Regions from separate parts of the Mus musculus genome. Here regions 2 and 3 are each linked to region 1. Evidence: chromatin contacts called from public Hi-C data. All regions are on one chromosome and are shown on one strand. Each heading gives the region's core, a stretch centred on a gene start, on an enhancer-like site or on the middle of the called end of the contact. The rest is flanking DNA. Distances are from core to core; before and after follow the strand shown.

The links. Hi-C and Micro-C count contacts between places; a contact is called where the count stands out from the background.
Region 2: a Hi-C map of myocytes shows a contact between it and region 1, with 3 times the contacts expected there. The contact joins two enhancer-like sites. A contact is called at or near these places in 2 of 484 Hi-C or Micro-C datasets (myocytes and nephron progenitors).
Region 3: a Hi-C map of the C3H10T1/2 cell line shows a contact between it and region 1, with 5 times the contacts expected there. The contact joins two enhancer-like sites. A contact is called at or near these places in 9 of 484 Hi-C or Micro-C datasets (the C3H10T1/2 cell line, embryonic stem cells, granulocyte-monocyte progenitors and 4 more), 3 of 115 datasets of contacts at active chromatin or transcription factors (embryonic stem cells and fibro-adipogenic progenitors) and 1 of 9 other capture datasets (embryonic stem cells).

What each region holds. Positions count from the first base shown.
Region 1 is chr17:15,991,718-15,996,570 of GRCm38.p6, reverse strand. No RefSeq gene overlaps it. Among named protein-coding and RNA genes, the nearest start is that of Gm41533, 86 kb to the right of the region's middle. Within about 2 kb of position 2,395, at least 102 of the 459 cell types and tissues checked have an H3K27ac peak or open chromatin away from gene starts, as enhancers often do. A contact at or near this core is called in the C3H10T1/2 cell line, myocytes and neural progenitor cells, where this site is marked.
Region 2 is chr17:16,215,810-16,220,662 of GRCm38.p6, reverse strand. No RefSeq gene overlaps it. Among named protein-coding and RNA genes, the nearest start is that of Gm41534, 17 kb to the left of the region's middle. Within about 2 kb of position 1,917, at least 16 of the 459 cell types and tissues checked have an H3K27ac peak or open chromatin away from gene starts, as enhancers often do. A contact at or near this core is called in myocytes, where this site is marked.
Region 3 is chr17:15,806,204-15,811,056 of GRCm38.p6, reverse strand. Rgmb (repulsive guidance molecule family member B) reads left to right here. Exons shown (of 5, transcript NM_001372257.1): 5 at 3,256-4,853. The coding sequence ends at 3,912. Among named protein-coding and RNA genes, the nearest start is that of Rgmb, 22 kb to the left of the region's middle. Within about 2 kb of position 2,121, at least 90 of the 459 cell types and tissues checked have an H3K27ac peak or open chromatin away from gene starts, as enhancers often do. A contact at or near this core is called in the C3H10T1/2 cell line and neural progenitor cells, where this site is marked.

The DNA.
Region 1 (4,853 bases), core at 1,146-3,645:
AGAGCCCAAGGTCATCTGAGCCCCTGTATTACTGTGCATGTGGCCCAACACAGAAAACATAAACTCACTTAAGACATGAGATTTTGTGTTTCGTTTATTGTATTTATTTATTTACTTATTGGAACTTAATTGTGCAGTTCTTAAGTATGAGCTTTATAAGTGACAGTGTTGTGTCACATATGAAAAGGTTGGACACCCCTGCTTGCTTAATGATCACTATTCATCCCAGCATTTGTTTTCTAAACAATTTCAATGTGCTACCAAACTCCAATTAATCAATATTTTATTAGACTTTCATCAGTCGTGAGGGGAAGGGATTAGACATGAACGAGACTTTGCCCCATTCCCTTAAAAAAATGCAACACAATAGCAGCTTTCCACACACCATTACCCTTTCAAATCCTAGCTGCTCTCAAAATTATGAATACTAATTATTTCATGTAGCTCATTGTATTCCAAAAAAACGTTTTAAAATCGTATTTAGTTAATCCTCATAAAACCCCATTGAGACCTGTTAGTATTCTCAGTCCATAGCTGGAGGAGTCAAGGTTCAGAAGAATTAGAGAATGGTTTAGACAATGGTCCCTGTTGAAAAGTGAGATTGAAAGTCTTTCTAAGTAACTGACCCTTCTGCAGCTCAGTATCCTACCTGAAATGTTTTCATGAACTGTTCGCTAGACAAATGTGGTTTTTTTTTCTGCAACTATGGGACCATACTAGACCAAAAAACAAAAAAACAAACAAACAAAAAAAAAACAAAAAAAACAAAAACAAAAAAAAACAAAAAAAACAAAAACAAAAAACTTTAATGATTTAGTTATGATCAAAGATTTTGAAATCACTTGTGTTTTCTGTGTACTCAAAAAGTGCTGATTCAGCAATCTGAGAAACTGAGTCAAAAGAAAAAAAAAAAAAAAGCCTGAATCAAACACTCCCAAACATTGGAATGGGAAGAATCAGAAAGCAAAATATGTGTAATGCAGCCCCGAAAAGTTTGACAGATGTAAGTTAAATCAGCTTTGTCTCTTCTGCCTTATTTCTTTATTTCTTCCCTCCCAAATTGTGCTAGTAGTTAATCAGTAAGTTCTACTTATTCAGCATAATATCAGTGGGAGCCTGTATAGGCCAGGTTCTTCTCAAAGTGTGGGACAGATACAAAGATGAATAATAAATTAACAAATAAATACGCAATCCCTGTCTTATGACTCACAGGAGAGATATCTATAAAAACAAAAGGCTCCGTAGTATGCTACTTGCAAGTTTTGACTTAAAATGTTGAGGGAACACAAGGAAGAAGCACTTGGTTTTCCTAAACCAGAACAAAGAGCTGACATGGAAGACCCTCTGAGTGAATATGGAGGAGTTTGCCAAGGAAAGAAAATGGTACATTTTTTTTAACGTTCTAAGGATGCTTACATTCAAACGTGACTTTAAATAATAACCCGCAATAGTAAGTATTGCTTTTCCTAGGCTGGGGCTTGCTCTACCACCTCCCTCAACCCACAATCCTTTCCAGCTCACTATAGATTTTTCTCTCCCTAACTTAAGTCTAAGATGTAAGGAGCCCTAGGAATAGCACATAATACTGCTGGAGGGAGGGCTCAGCAGTTAAGAGCTCTGGCTGCTCACTGAGAGAACCAAGCTCAAACCTTCCTTCTCCTGTGGCAGCTCACAACTGTGTATTGCCAGTCCTAGGGAATCTGATGTGACTTCTGACCTCCCTGGGCATCAGGTGCACACATGGTACACAGAGACACGTGTAGGCAAATACCCATAGACAGTGAACAAATATTGAATGAAAGAATGGGAGAAAGAAAGAAAGAAAGAAAGAAAGAGGAGAGAGAGAGGAGAGAGAGGGAGGGAGGGAAGAGAGAGAGAGGAGGAAGGGAGGGAGGGAGGGAGGGAGGGAGGGAGGGAGGGAGGGAGGGAGGGAGGGAGGGAGGGAAGGAAGGATGGAAGGAAGGAAGGAAGGAAGGAAGGAAGGAAGGAAGAAATATCACAGTAAAAAAGATGGATGACTTTGTAGTTGGAAACCCCAAACCAACCTAAAAATAATTAGTAGAAAGAAAAGTTGAAGAAGATAGAAACAGAGAGAAAACTAGTGATGAGGAAAATGCCCAAAAAAAAAAAAAAATGTATTAGTCCTAAAATAGTTCTATTGAACACGATTAAATTTGGGCCTCATGAGGTTACTGATTTGCAAGGGTTAACGATTGTGGGGGCACATTTCAGAATGAAGACCCTCCACAAATAAATGCCATGATTGTAAAGAGCTAGCTTCAGCCTGTAATGAATATGGCTCGCATTCTTCCCTGAGCCCTATGCAGCTGTGCTCTGGAGCTGCCCTGTCTAAAGCAGGCGGTCTGGGAAGATCTGAAAGAACGCAAGTGTGCACAGGGGTGTGACCTCTTCTAGCTCTGCTGCCTTGAAGAGAATTTCCTGTGCCAGCTCACCCATGGCCTGGGTTTCCTTTAGGATATCAAGCTCCAAGTTTACAGTTCCTATCAGGGAGTCTCTTTGTTTGAACAAAGCCTTATTTGTTAGGAAGTGTCACAGATCAGCATGTATCAGACGCAAGATTGAATGTCCCACAAGCACAAAGGCATGCAAAGCTATGCCAGGATACCAGCAATGGGGCTTTTCACCATGAGAAAACAGATGGTCAAAGTGAAAGGGGCCAGTCATTATGAAAAAGAAATTCTTCCAGCCAACCTCCCCCGCTCCTCCATTCACTCTGTCTCACTGACAGGGAAACATTTGATATGCTGCAACATCAGCTGATGTTTGTGTCCTTTTAATTAAACCAAGAGGTCTGCAATAGGGATGTCCTTGTCTTTGCAGAGAAGTGATTTCAGAAAGAAGATAATGGAACCTTTTTTTTCTCCAGGCTTGCAAGCAGTTTGTGCATAATTTGTCCTTTGCAAGAGCAATCAAAGATAACTGGTGCGCAATTGATTAAGGGCTTTGTGTCCTTTTAATTACTTGTTTCTACACACTGGTTTAGTGACATGCTGAAAGCAGATCTGTCTGAGTTCTATCTGAGCTGTGGAGTTTTCTTTTCCTTATATGGGTTAAGAGTAAAGCTATTAGTAAGCCTCCAACACATAGAACAGTCCTATCCGATAGAAAGAGATTGTGAATCTTGCCTTTTTTATATCCTTTCAATGGACTATTACATGTTTTTATAGAAAATAAGGTGAAAGATGCTGTGGCTTTACTTACTTATAGAAAAAGTCCACATTTTCAATAGTATGAAGTCTTCCTTAACCTGAAAGTAGAGCTCAGAAGATTTTTTAGTTTGGCTTATTTTTAATTACTATAGTGATCAAATACTTGTTTCGTTTCCAATAGCTATGATAAATGCCCTGACAGAACCAACTTAGGATGAAAGGGTTTATTTTAGCTTACAATCCTGGTCATATTATATCGTTGCGAGAAAGTTAAAGGGGCAGAAACTTGAAGAGGCCAGTCACATCTGCAGTCCAGCAGAGAGATGAGACCATACATGCTAGTACTCAGCTTGCCTGTTCCCGTCTTACGGAGTCCAGGACCCAGCTCATGAAATGATGCCCACATTCATGATGGTTCTTCCCACTTCAATTCATTTAACCAAGGTAGCCCACTACACACACACACACACACACACACACACACACACACACACACACGCCCACAGGCCAACCTGATCTAGACAAACCCTCATTGAGACTGCCTTCACAGGTGATCTAGATTGTATAAAGCTGACAATCTCCTTTGAGTACTGATCTGTAGACTTAAAGGCTAAATTCCTTTGAAACATCATTGGAAAACTAAATAGAATAATGCATAGACTGAGTTTTATTGTTTGCAGTGCATGTGCTGAAAAGCCTTTCAAAAAAATAAGTGTTTGAAAACGTTATGGAAAATGTTATGATTTTAAGTTCTCCACCTAAAATCTGAGAAAACAAAAGAGCATTGTAATTTAACTAACTAAAATTAACTAACTAAAATCTTTCTAGCACTATTTAATGACACTTACTTACTCCTAACTTTCATGCTCCAGAGAAAAAGAAAAGTTGAGATTTGAAATCTCAAAAGAAACCCATCTAACCATATAGAGACTATGTGGCTATGGCTGCTGACATAGGAAGTGAACAGAAAGCTTATAGTATAGGATCCCTAATCAGAACACTGGATCAAGGGGCCCAACCTCTGCTTCATCAAGCAATACACAAATGTTGATGAAACAGTGAACCCACCCCACCCCAAAGAAAAATCTGAGGGAAATGTCAGAGAGTAGACCCTCACTAACCTAGCACATTCTCAGAGTGATTTACAAATCACTTTGACCACAGCAGGAAACCTGGGCGAGCAGCAGTAAATAGTTACCTCTTTTGAAACATATGATCTTCTTGCAAAAGGCTTGTAGAAAGCCTTGGAAGAGTCAGAGTGAAAGCGACAGTTAGGAGCTCTAAATTACAAAGGAAGAAAGGTTCGTATTCAAAACCAAAAGGGGAGACCTCGTGTGTGTGTGTGTGTGTGTGTGTGTGTGTGTGTGTGTGTGTGTGTGTGTATGTGTGTGTGTAGCTTACACTGTGCTGAATCGTGCATGGGTCTACACTGAGGATAAAGGAAGCAGCATTACAGGACAGCTTCATGAGAATAGCACAGGAGAAAATCCAGGGCAGGACTGAAAAACAAAGGACTGTAGACAGGATCAGGCTGATCATGAAGAATTTTAATGCAGTATGTTGTTTGCTATCACAACTGTGAGTTGAGCTAAGACCTGGAGACTCTAAAAAGAATGAGTTTCTATCTATGCAAAACTTATCACCAATGAAGATGACAATCTGAGCATATAGAGCATCTCGAAG
Region 2 (4,853 bases), core at 668-3,167, 220 kb before region 1:
TCTTTGGTAAACGGCTTCCATTTCCTCTCTTTACTCATTGTGGTGTTTTATTCCCCAATATTCCTTCATGGATTTCCATGCTGGATCTGGCTATCTATCATCTATCTATTATCTATCAATGTCCTATCTATCTACCTCTATCACCCTCTCCTCCCCTCAATAAAAATATTTTTTCTTGTTCAGAGTGTGTTGTGAGAAATATTAAAATGAACAGCAAATTCCTGCGCTACTTTGGGCACGGGGGTGGGGGGCGGGGGGGCCACATGGCTCTAGCCAGGTGTTCTCATCTCAGCAGACTCTCTGGCCCCGGAGTTTCAAATCTTTCCACCCAGCTCGCTAAATTCCCACTGATGAATCGTTATGAGCTAGCCCCATGCTTCAAAATCCCCACGGCCTTTTTGGTGCACATCTGGCAAACCTACGCTTTGCTGCCGAACCTTTCTCTCTTAAACCCAGTCAAACCGTGGCATGAAGGAAAATGCAACACAAACTTTCAGAAACAATGGAAACTCAATCTCTGGGCACAACAACCATAATCCTAATCTTCTAAACCATATTAAATCTAAATCCTCTGTTGGAGAATCTTGGCATATTGGCCATATAAACCGGGAGACACTAGTAGCTACATCTTGCCTCTCGCTAACCCGACCAAAAAAAAAAAAAAAAAAAAAAAGCCCCTAACTCTTTTCTGTTTCCTCTCTTCCTCTCTCCAGCCCAGAAGTCCCACCTACTCTCCCAGGGATTAATTACTGTATTCATTAGGGGATGGGTCACAAGGAGTCACTTGTGTATGTGACTCATTCCTCATTCCAGACAACCCCTCCTAGGAGAATGGAATTAACATCAAAATACAACAGCACCAGGGCCTTGCACAAAAGTATCCTTCCACTGGCTCATACAACTGCAGTTTGTAAATTCCTGTCACCTGTCTATCAAGTTTATTTTGCCCCAACACAAACCTTTTATCATATCATCCAGCCCTTCTGATAAATCTGTAGTGTCAATCATTCATTGCATACAGTCTTTCCCTGACTTCATAGGGCCCCTGGTCCTACTTGGTTTTATCCTGGGCAACCATATTGTCGCAGAACTTTGACTTCCTCCTGCTAATCTTGTATTTCCTCATAGAAGCCTGCCTAACTGTGGTTTGAATATGAAATCTGCCCTTTAGGCTTTGCTGTTTGAAACTTGATCTTCACCTGGTAGTGCTGTTTGTAAAGGTTGTGGTAACTTTGGCAGGTAGAGGCATTAAAGGAAATGTATGGCTGGTGGCCTATACTGAACCTTTAAGACAATAATCACTTGGATGATTCTTACATATTTGTGTTTAGCAGAGGGGAAATTCATAACTTCTGGTAGATTTATATACAACCTTACTTTTGAAATAAGAACTCAACATGATATACATTTTAAACAAATATCTCAAACTGTGAGGTTCCTTAGAACTTTAAACTCCATAGTTCATCTAGATGAAATTTACTTCATGTACTGACTAAAATGTAAATTCTAAATAATTTCACTCAAGACCCACTGCGTTAGATTCTGTAAGGTGTTAGGTCTGGAAACCACCCTTGTTTGGAATTCCCAATGTTATTCTAATTCATACCAAAGTTTGAAACCCACTTTACGGGAGGTTCCTCCAATCCTATGATTTTATGATTCTGGTTTATGACTAATCAGCCTAAATTTTAGTTGGTACACCACATAACTCCCTGCCAAACTTCCTCAACCAAATATAGCAAGAGTTGACATATGCCAAAACGGCGGTAGTCTTTGTTAGTGCCCTTCCTAAAAGCAGCTGGGCCCACACAGCCTTATCCCCAGCTGTCTGGGCCAGGCAGCAGGTGCTGGGATGGCCATCCCAGTTCTATTCCATGTCTGCAGCTGTTTTTGTGAAGCAAATCTGGCAGCACTGCCTGCCCAGGTCTCCAATTTTCCCTTGGGTGGCCCCTGTTTAGTGGGTGGTCCAGCTCAGCCTTAGCTCTGGTGAGCATACATTCCTAAGTTGTAATACCCTGGCCAGTGCCCACAAAAGCCCTATGTGCTTTATGTTTGCATATGTATATGCACACTTTGGATTAGAGTAGTGCTTAAAGTACACTTCTTCCTTAAAATATATTTTTGTGTGTATCTGTGGACAATTATTTTACAAAATATTTTTATACATAAGTCTTAGTTGCAGATGAAAGGGACATGATCCAGGTCTCTCTCTCCCTGTCTCTCCCTCTCTCTCCCTCTCTCTCCCTTTCTCTCCCTCTCTCTCTCTCCCTCCCTCTCTCTCTCTCTCTCCCTCCCTCTCTCTCTCTCCCTCTCTCTCCCTCCCTCTCTCTCTCTCCCTCCCTCTCTCCCTCCCTCCCTCTCTCTCTCTTTCTCTCTCTTTCTCTCACCCCTCATTCCCTCTCCCGCCTTTTCTCCCTCACTCCTTCTCTCCCTCCCCTTCTGTTCCTCCACTTTCACTTTATTTTAACAAACTTAAATCTATTTATTGGAACAGAATTTAAGGAAGCAAACCCTAAATTTTACCTTATACTATGTTACTAAAGTGACTGCATCTAATCAATCCCTGAGTAAAGGGAAAATCCGGTAAGACAGCATTCAAACACAAAGGACATTTCAAGTTATGCAGAGGAGAAAGGGAAAGAATGGGCAGCACACTGGAGTTTTTAGGGTAGTAACAAACATGCATAATATTATAAAATATTAAGAACATTTGTCCAAAGCTGTCTACTATGAAATTCTGATAGGAACCTAATGAATATCAGATGGCAAGGGCATAACATTATAGGCTTAAAGAAAGGAGTCAAAGAAAATATCCCTCTGACATAGAGGATATCAATATTATGGGAGACTATTGTCATGACTATTTTCTCTGAATTCTGAATTTGAACATCATAAGACTTTTTAAAATCTTTAAAGCTTACAAAAAAATCTAAGTTTAGAGGATAAAAACTATGTTTTGTTTGCAAAATTGTGGAAAGATGTGACTGTGAATTATTAAACCTTTCTGTTTAATACAAGCAAAAGGAAAAAGAGGAAAAGGAGGAGGAGGAGAAGGGGAAGAAGAAGAAGAAGTGCATAATAGAGTGACAATATTGAGATGTAAAACTGTTACAGAATTAAGTTAAAACTGAAATGTGATGTTTCTGTTCACTGTGTTTGGGTTATCTGTGTGTTCACATTGTTCTCATAGTTCTTCATTTTCTTGCATAGTAAAGATGAGGCCGTATAAACTATGATAGGGCCAGAAAAAAACTTGTTCAATAGATTTCTGCCACCACTCAAGAATTAACTGATTATTGCTTAATAGATATACAAAATGAAAGGTGCAAAGGTTTAGGTTTCTGAGAAAAGGAAACAATCCTTAGTACTCTGAAAAAAATACATTTTATCTGGCTTGCCTATGCTCTAAAGTGATGGTCTAAAACCCCTTTTATAAGCACAATTTCTGTTATAATCATGTTAGGCCAGATGTTACTGAAAAATAATATCACAAGTCTCTGAAGAAATAGTAACTTGAGAGGAGAGCTTGCCTCCAGGGAGTGCTCTGACCCCTAGACTCAGGAGAGATCGCCAATTTCTCTCCATGACTCTCTAAGGCCAGTTCACTCAGGCCAGTTCACACTCTAAGGCCAGTTCACACAGGCCACACAGGCAGCAGAGCAGCTGGGAAGAGTCCTACAGGCCTACATCTGCACCTGGGAGATGGGGCTGTTCCACAGCCCTCTGTGCACTGGTCTTGCCAGGAAAGAGTTGGTCTCCCAGCAATGCTGACACAGGCTTACAGAATCATAGGAGGAACAAGCTCCAGCCAGAGACAGCAAGAACATCTGACACCAGAGATTACCAGATGGCGAAAGGCAAACACAAGAATCTTACCAACAGAAACCAAGACTACTTGGCATCATCAGAGCACAGTACTCCCAACACAGCGAGTCCAGGATACCCCAACACACTGGAAAAAGCAAGATTCAGGCTTAAAATCATATCTCATGAAGCTGGTAGAGGATTTTAAGGACATTACTAACCCCCTTAAAGAAATAAAGGAGAATAAGCTAAACCAGTAGAAGCCCTTAAAGAGGAAACACAAAAATCCTTTAAAGAATTACAGGAAAACATAACCAAGCAGGTCAAGGAATTGAACAAATCCATCCAGGATCTAAAAATGGAAGTAGAAACAATAAAGAAATCAGAAAAGGACAACTCTGGAGTTAGAAAACTTAGGAAGAAATCAGGAGCCAAAGATGCAAGCATCACCACTAGAATACAAGAGATAGAAGAGAGGATCCCAGGTACAGAAGATTCCATAGAAAACATGGGCACAACAATCAAATATAATGCAAAATACAAAAAGAACTTAACTCAAAACATCGAGGAAATCCAGGGCACAAAGAGAAGTTCAAACCTAATATAGAAAGAAGACTTCCACCTTAAAGGGACAGTAAATGTCTTCCACAAAATTAAAGAAGAAAACTTCCCTAACCTAAAGAAAGAGATGCCCATGAACATACAAGAGGCCTACAGAACTCAAAATAGTTTGGACCAAAAAAGAAATTCCTCTCATCACATGATAATCAAAACACCAAATGCACACACACATACTCACACACACAAAAAGAATATTAAAAGCAGTAAGGGAAAAGGTCAAGTAACATATAAAGGCAGACCTATCAGAATTACACCAGACTTCCCACCAGAGACTATGAAAGCCAGAAAATCCTGGACAGATGTCTTACAGACCCTAAGAGAAGACAAATGCCAGCCCAGGCTACTATACCCAGGAAAACTCTCAATTACCATAGATGGTGAAACTAAAGTATTCCATGACAAAACCAAATTTATACAATATCATTCCA
Region 3 (4,853 bases), core at 872-3,371, 190 kb after region 1:
CTTAGATCTTCCTCAGGACTTGTTCAATTCCATTTCGTGTATTTCCTTGACTTGCTGGCTGGAAAGAGAGGCAGGCAGGTGCGCCTTAACCAGTGGTACCCAAACTGTGGGCTGTGACCTCTTGAGCATCTCAAACACCTTTTTCACAAGGGGTGGCCTTAGACCATTGGAAATCACAGATATTTCTATTATGATTCATAACAGTAGCAAAATTACAGTTATGAAGTAGCAACAAATAATGTCATGGTTGAGGTCACTACAACACAAGGAACTATATTTATATTAAAAGGTCACAGCATTAGGAAGGTTGAGAGCCGCTCGCTGTTCTTCATTTTATAACAGCCCTTAAGTTCCTTTTGTCTTTCGTATGTGGTAGCTGCTCTCCCTCTCTTCCTTATAGACCCTGTGGGTGGTGGAGATCTCTGGAGTGAGATTAAAAATGAATGAGGAAAGCTAGAGTAGTTTGTCTAAGGCGGGGTTAAGAGGAACTACATGGAGGAGGTTTAACAAAAGACATCGATGTTTTAAATGCACAGAAATGCCACCCATCAATAATAAATGGTGTGGCATGAGCAGATGTGACAAATTGAGTTATTACTGAATATGGATCAGTTAGTGGAGGGGAAGCAAGCAGCATGGCCGGTGTTTTACAGTTTCTAAGTGCTAAGTGAAAGCTGTAAACAACTTGAATACCCATTTTAGGATTGTGATGGCTGCTATGTGAACATTCTTAAGGTTTGGAATTTGCAAAAATTCCAGTGAAATTTTGTATATTTTTAAAGTGAGAATTAGTACGGACGAACAGCTTTGCTTTCCTGGAGAGGTAGACAATCTAAAATGGATTTCATGCTGGTCACAGCTGAGTGCTTGCTTGTTGAGAGCTTGTGTTGTAATTGTTCTGAGGAGTGGCATGGAATTACAAAACTCAAGTCATGTGAAACTGCTACCCAGAGTTTTTTCTACACTGCATTGATTATGAATCTAGGTCCCTGCTCAGGTACACACTTAAACTACAAGGGACTTCTCAGGGACCCTTCCCCATGCTCTGAGGTTCTTTCAGCCCCTTGCCATGTTGATTCAACAGATAATTCTACACACATGGCCAACTGAAAGATAGCACTGTAATTTTATCAGACAGAAAGTCTCATCAAGTAAAATGAGTAGACAAAATCTATAAGGTAGAGTAGAATATTCGATAGGTACAGGCCCAAGAGAACACTAGTTTTCCATGTGCCCTGCTGTATCACAGAGGATAAGTGGGTGAGGGGTGTTTAAAACTAGTCCTGAGTTCCACGTTGGAATTGCTGTGCCTAATGAAAACGGCAGGCTTGGTTAAACATGAAACTATTCCACTCATCTTAGCATTGACTCCTGTGTGTCTTTTTTGGTAACTGGTTTGCAATTGGATAGCTCTGCTTTGTTGCCCCAACAAAACTGAATTCCTTTTCTCTCTTCCTAATGTGAACAAAATGTTCATAGTCCTTGCATGCAATGCCAAGTTGGTTTAAACAAGTTTGTTAGACCAGAAAGACACGTTACTGAGTTGTTGGATTTTCTCAGTTTTTGACTGTGTTTCAGCTGAGCCGATCTGTGCTCAGGACTATGTGAAACAATGTTACTGACTTTGCTCTTAGCTGTCTGTGTTGGTTAACCTTCAGTGTTTTCTATCCTTCCCCCAGTGTTTCCAGGTACGGAATTTACTTGAATTTAATCTTTTCACCTCCTAGCAATCCCAGCTTGTCTTAAAAAAGGACTTGTCAAACTGACTTTAGAGCCACCAAATAAATGTGTTTTATAGTCTCCTTAGATACCCACCTCAGACCGCCTCACAGGGGAAGGTCCCATGGTTAGAGTCAGCAGTTCTCCTCAAGTCATCTCTAGTCACCTTCTCTGGCTTGTAAAGAAGGTGTTGAAATGTGAGAAGGGCTGGTCGTCGTGAAATCAAATTGTGGCTCTGGGTAATTAGGGGAGAAAGCCCAGGGTTTCACAGCACATTGTCTGGCTTTCAGTTGCAGCTGCAAACAACGGATATGAACTTAGCCAGTTGCTGCAGTGCAGCTGCCTCAGAGCTGGGCTTTGTAACTGGCTGAAGTCAAATGAAATGACTGGAAAATTCCAGTCAAGTACCACCAGTGGGAACATGTGGAATTAAATAGTGTGAGCAACTGCTGGCTGACTTGGGGAGAAACTTCAGACGTGAGCTTGAGGGTGGTAGTCAGGATTTGGGGGGCATTTCTGGCCTCTTAAACAAGGGTCCATTGTTTTGACTAGTTTCCTTGCAGGAGCTAAGTCTCACGGCATCAGAGTTTCGTGGAGTGTGTGGCTTATCTGCCTTCTTGACTCAAGTCACCCAGTCCTTTATTCTTTTTTTTTTTTAATTTAAAAAAAAAAACCGGAACAAACAAACTTACTGCATAACTGGCTCTGTAACAAACTGCTACTGCGTAAACTGAATCTCAGAGGCTCTGTCAGATGGTGCTGGGGGAGGGGCACACAGAACTCTGCCCCTTCCTACTTAACCTGTCCCCTCAGAAGCTGACTGCAAAACTGGGAACAGGTTCATTTGCTACAGTTTTTTATAATTGTTATAACAAAAGGATTCCGCAAGGACAAGAGCGGTCTTACTGAGGAAGGTTTTGTATTTATCAATGGGTAAGGGTTTTTTTTCCCTCTCTGAACTATTTGCTTCATTTGGAAAATTAAGAGCTTACTGGGAAAAGCTGTGAGGAGTCAGGCCCCTGGTGGAGTTTAAGGAAACCATCTTCTGTTCCGAGGTTTGGAGCATGTTATCTCTGCCAGTGCTTGAGAGCCATGCTTGCCAAATAATTCCCTGTCACAGGGATTAAGCACTTATGCAAAACATTTGATTAAGAGACTTAAAGAGATCTCTCCCGAGGCACATGATTGGTAGTTGTTGCGGATACCCCACCCCCACCCCCAAAGAGCCTCTGTCTTGTCTCTCAGTATTTATATTAATAGTGATGAGTCGTGCAAAATGGAGATAGTCAGTGAATGATCTCTGTAGAAGGCAGGGCTCTGTTAGATATATCATTAATTAAGCCCCTAGAAGCTTCTGTTCATCTTAGCCAGGAACCTCCACCCTCACCCCAACTATGCTCTACTTTAGTTAGTTTTAGAAGGAGACAAATAAATGTACTGTTCCCAAGGCTCGCTCCAAAGCAGGCGTAGGGAGCTCTGCTGTGGAGTGGCGCCCTCCCCCCAGCTGTGTTAACTTGTGCATCTTCCACCCCACAGGTCACGATTATCTTCAAAGCACAGCACGAGTGCACGGATCAGAAGGTGTACCAAGCTGTGACAGATGACCTGCCGGCCGCCTTTGTAGATGGCACCACCAGTGGGGGGGACGGTGACGTGAAGAGTCTTCACATCGTGGAGAAGGAGAGTGGCCGCTACGTAGAGATGCATGCCCGCTACATAGGCACCACAGTGTTTGTGCGACAGCTGGGTCGCTACCTAACCCTCGCTATCCGGATGCCCGAAGACTTGGCCATGTCCTATGAGGAAAGCCAGGACTTGCAGCTGTGTGTGAATGGCTGCCCCATGAGTGAATGCATTGATGATGGACAAGGCCAGGTGTCTGCTATCCTGGGGCACAGCCTGCCTCACACCACCTCAGTGCAGGCCTGGCCTGGCTACACACTGGAGACTGCCAGCACCCAATGCCACGAGAAGATGCCGGTGAAGGACATCTATTTCCAATCGTGTGTCTTCGACCTGCTCACCACTGGTGATGCCAACTTTACTGCTGCAGCCCACAGTGCCTTGGAGGATGTGGAAGCGCTGCACCCAAGAAAGGAACGCTGGCACATCTTCCCCAGCAGCTGTGGGGGATGTAGGGATTTGCCTGTTGGTCTTGGACTCACATGCTTGATCCTTATTATGTTTTTGTAGGAGTTGTTTCTTGTCTTTGTTTTGTTTTTTTGTTTTTCTGAGTTTCTTTTTTTTTTGTCTATAACAAAATTTTAAATATATATTGTCATAATATATTGAGTGAAAAAGTATATATGTATATACCATGTATATGACAGATGTTTGTCCTGGAACACCAGATTGTACATTATGTGTTTGGCTGTTTTCACCTATGTTGGTTATAGTGTTGTTTTTTTGATTGTATCAATTTTGTTTTGCTGTTTTGTGAAATGTTTTATAACGTCCCTGCCTAGGGGCCTCTTAGAAAGCACTTTATTTTTTATATATTAAATATTTATGTGTGTACCTGGTTAGTATGTACAGTGCATATACACAGACACCAACCACAGCGATCCATTTGGAGGTGACTAGTTTGTACCGCCTCTGCTTGCTCCCCCTGCACTTCCCATGGCTACTGATTGCTACTGATTTACCAAGGCACTCAGTTCCTGATGGAGCTGTCTCCCTTCCTTTGAAGTGTCAATTTGAGAGGAAAGTTGTCCCCTCACTTGTAAGTACTTTTGATTCTTAAAATGTGGATCTCACTAACGAGCCCTGTTTCTAACAATTCGCTTTTTCAGTACATGGGCACATTAGTGCTACAACTTCAGCCTTCGCTTATGTGCATTTGAGCACATATGGCCTACTAGGGTGACCCTTCTGAAGCTGATGTTTGTTATGTACCAGTCTGGAGGTGGCCATTTCAAGTAAATACCAGGCATCTTGCTGTGCCCCAGCTGGTAACTCTATCTCATCCTCTATCCCGGTGTAAATTGTAGTTTCCCCTCCATTAACTCTTTAAGCAAAACAAAATCAACTCAGAAGAGATCATGCTTTGCCCTCCTTTGTAATTTGTAAAAGTCACATTCTTGACTTTCTCCTTGGCTGCTTGGAGTCCTGACAGTGCTCTCTGGCTCTGCTCC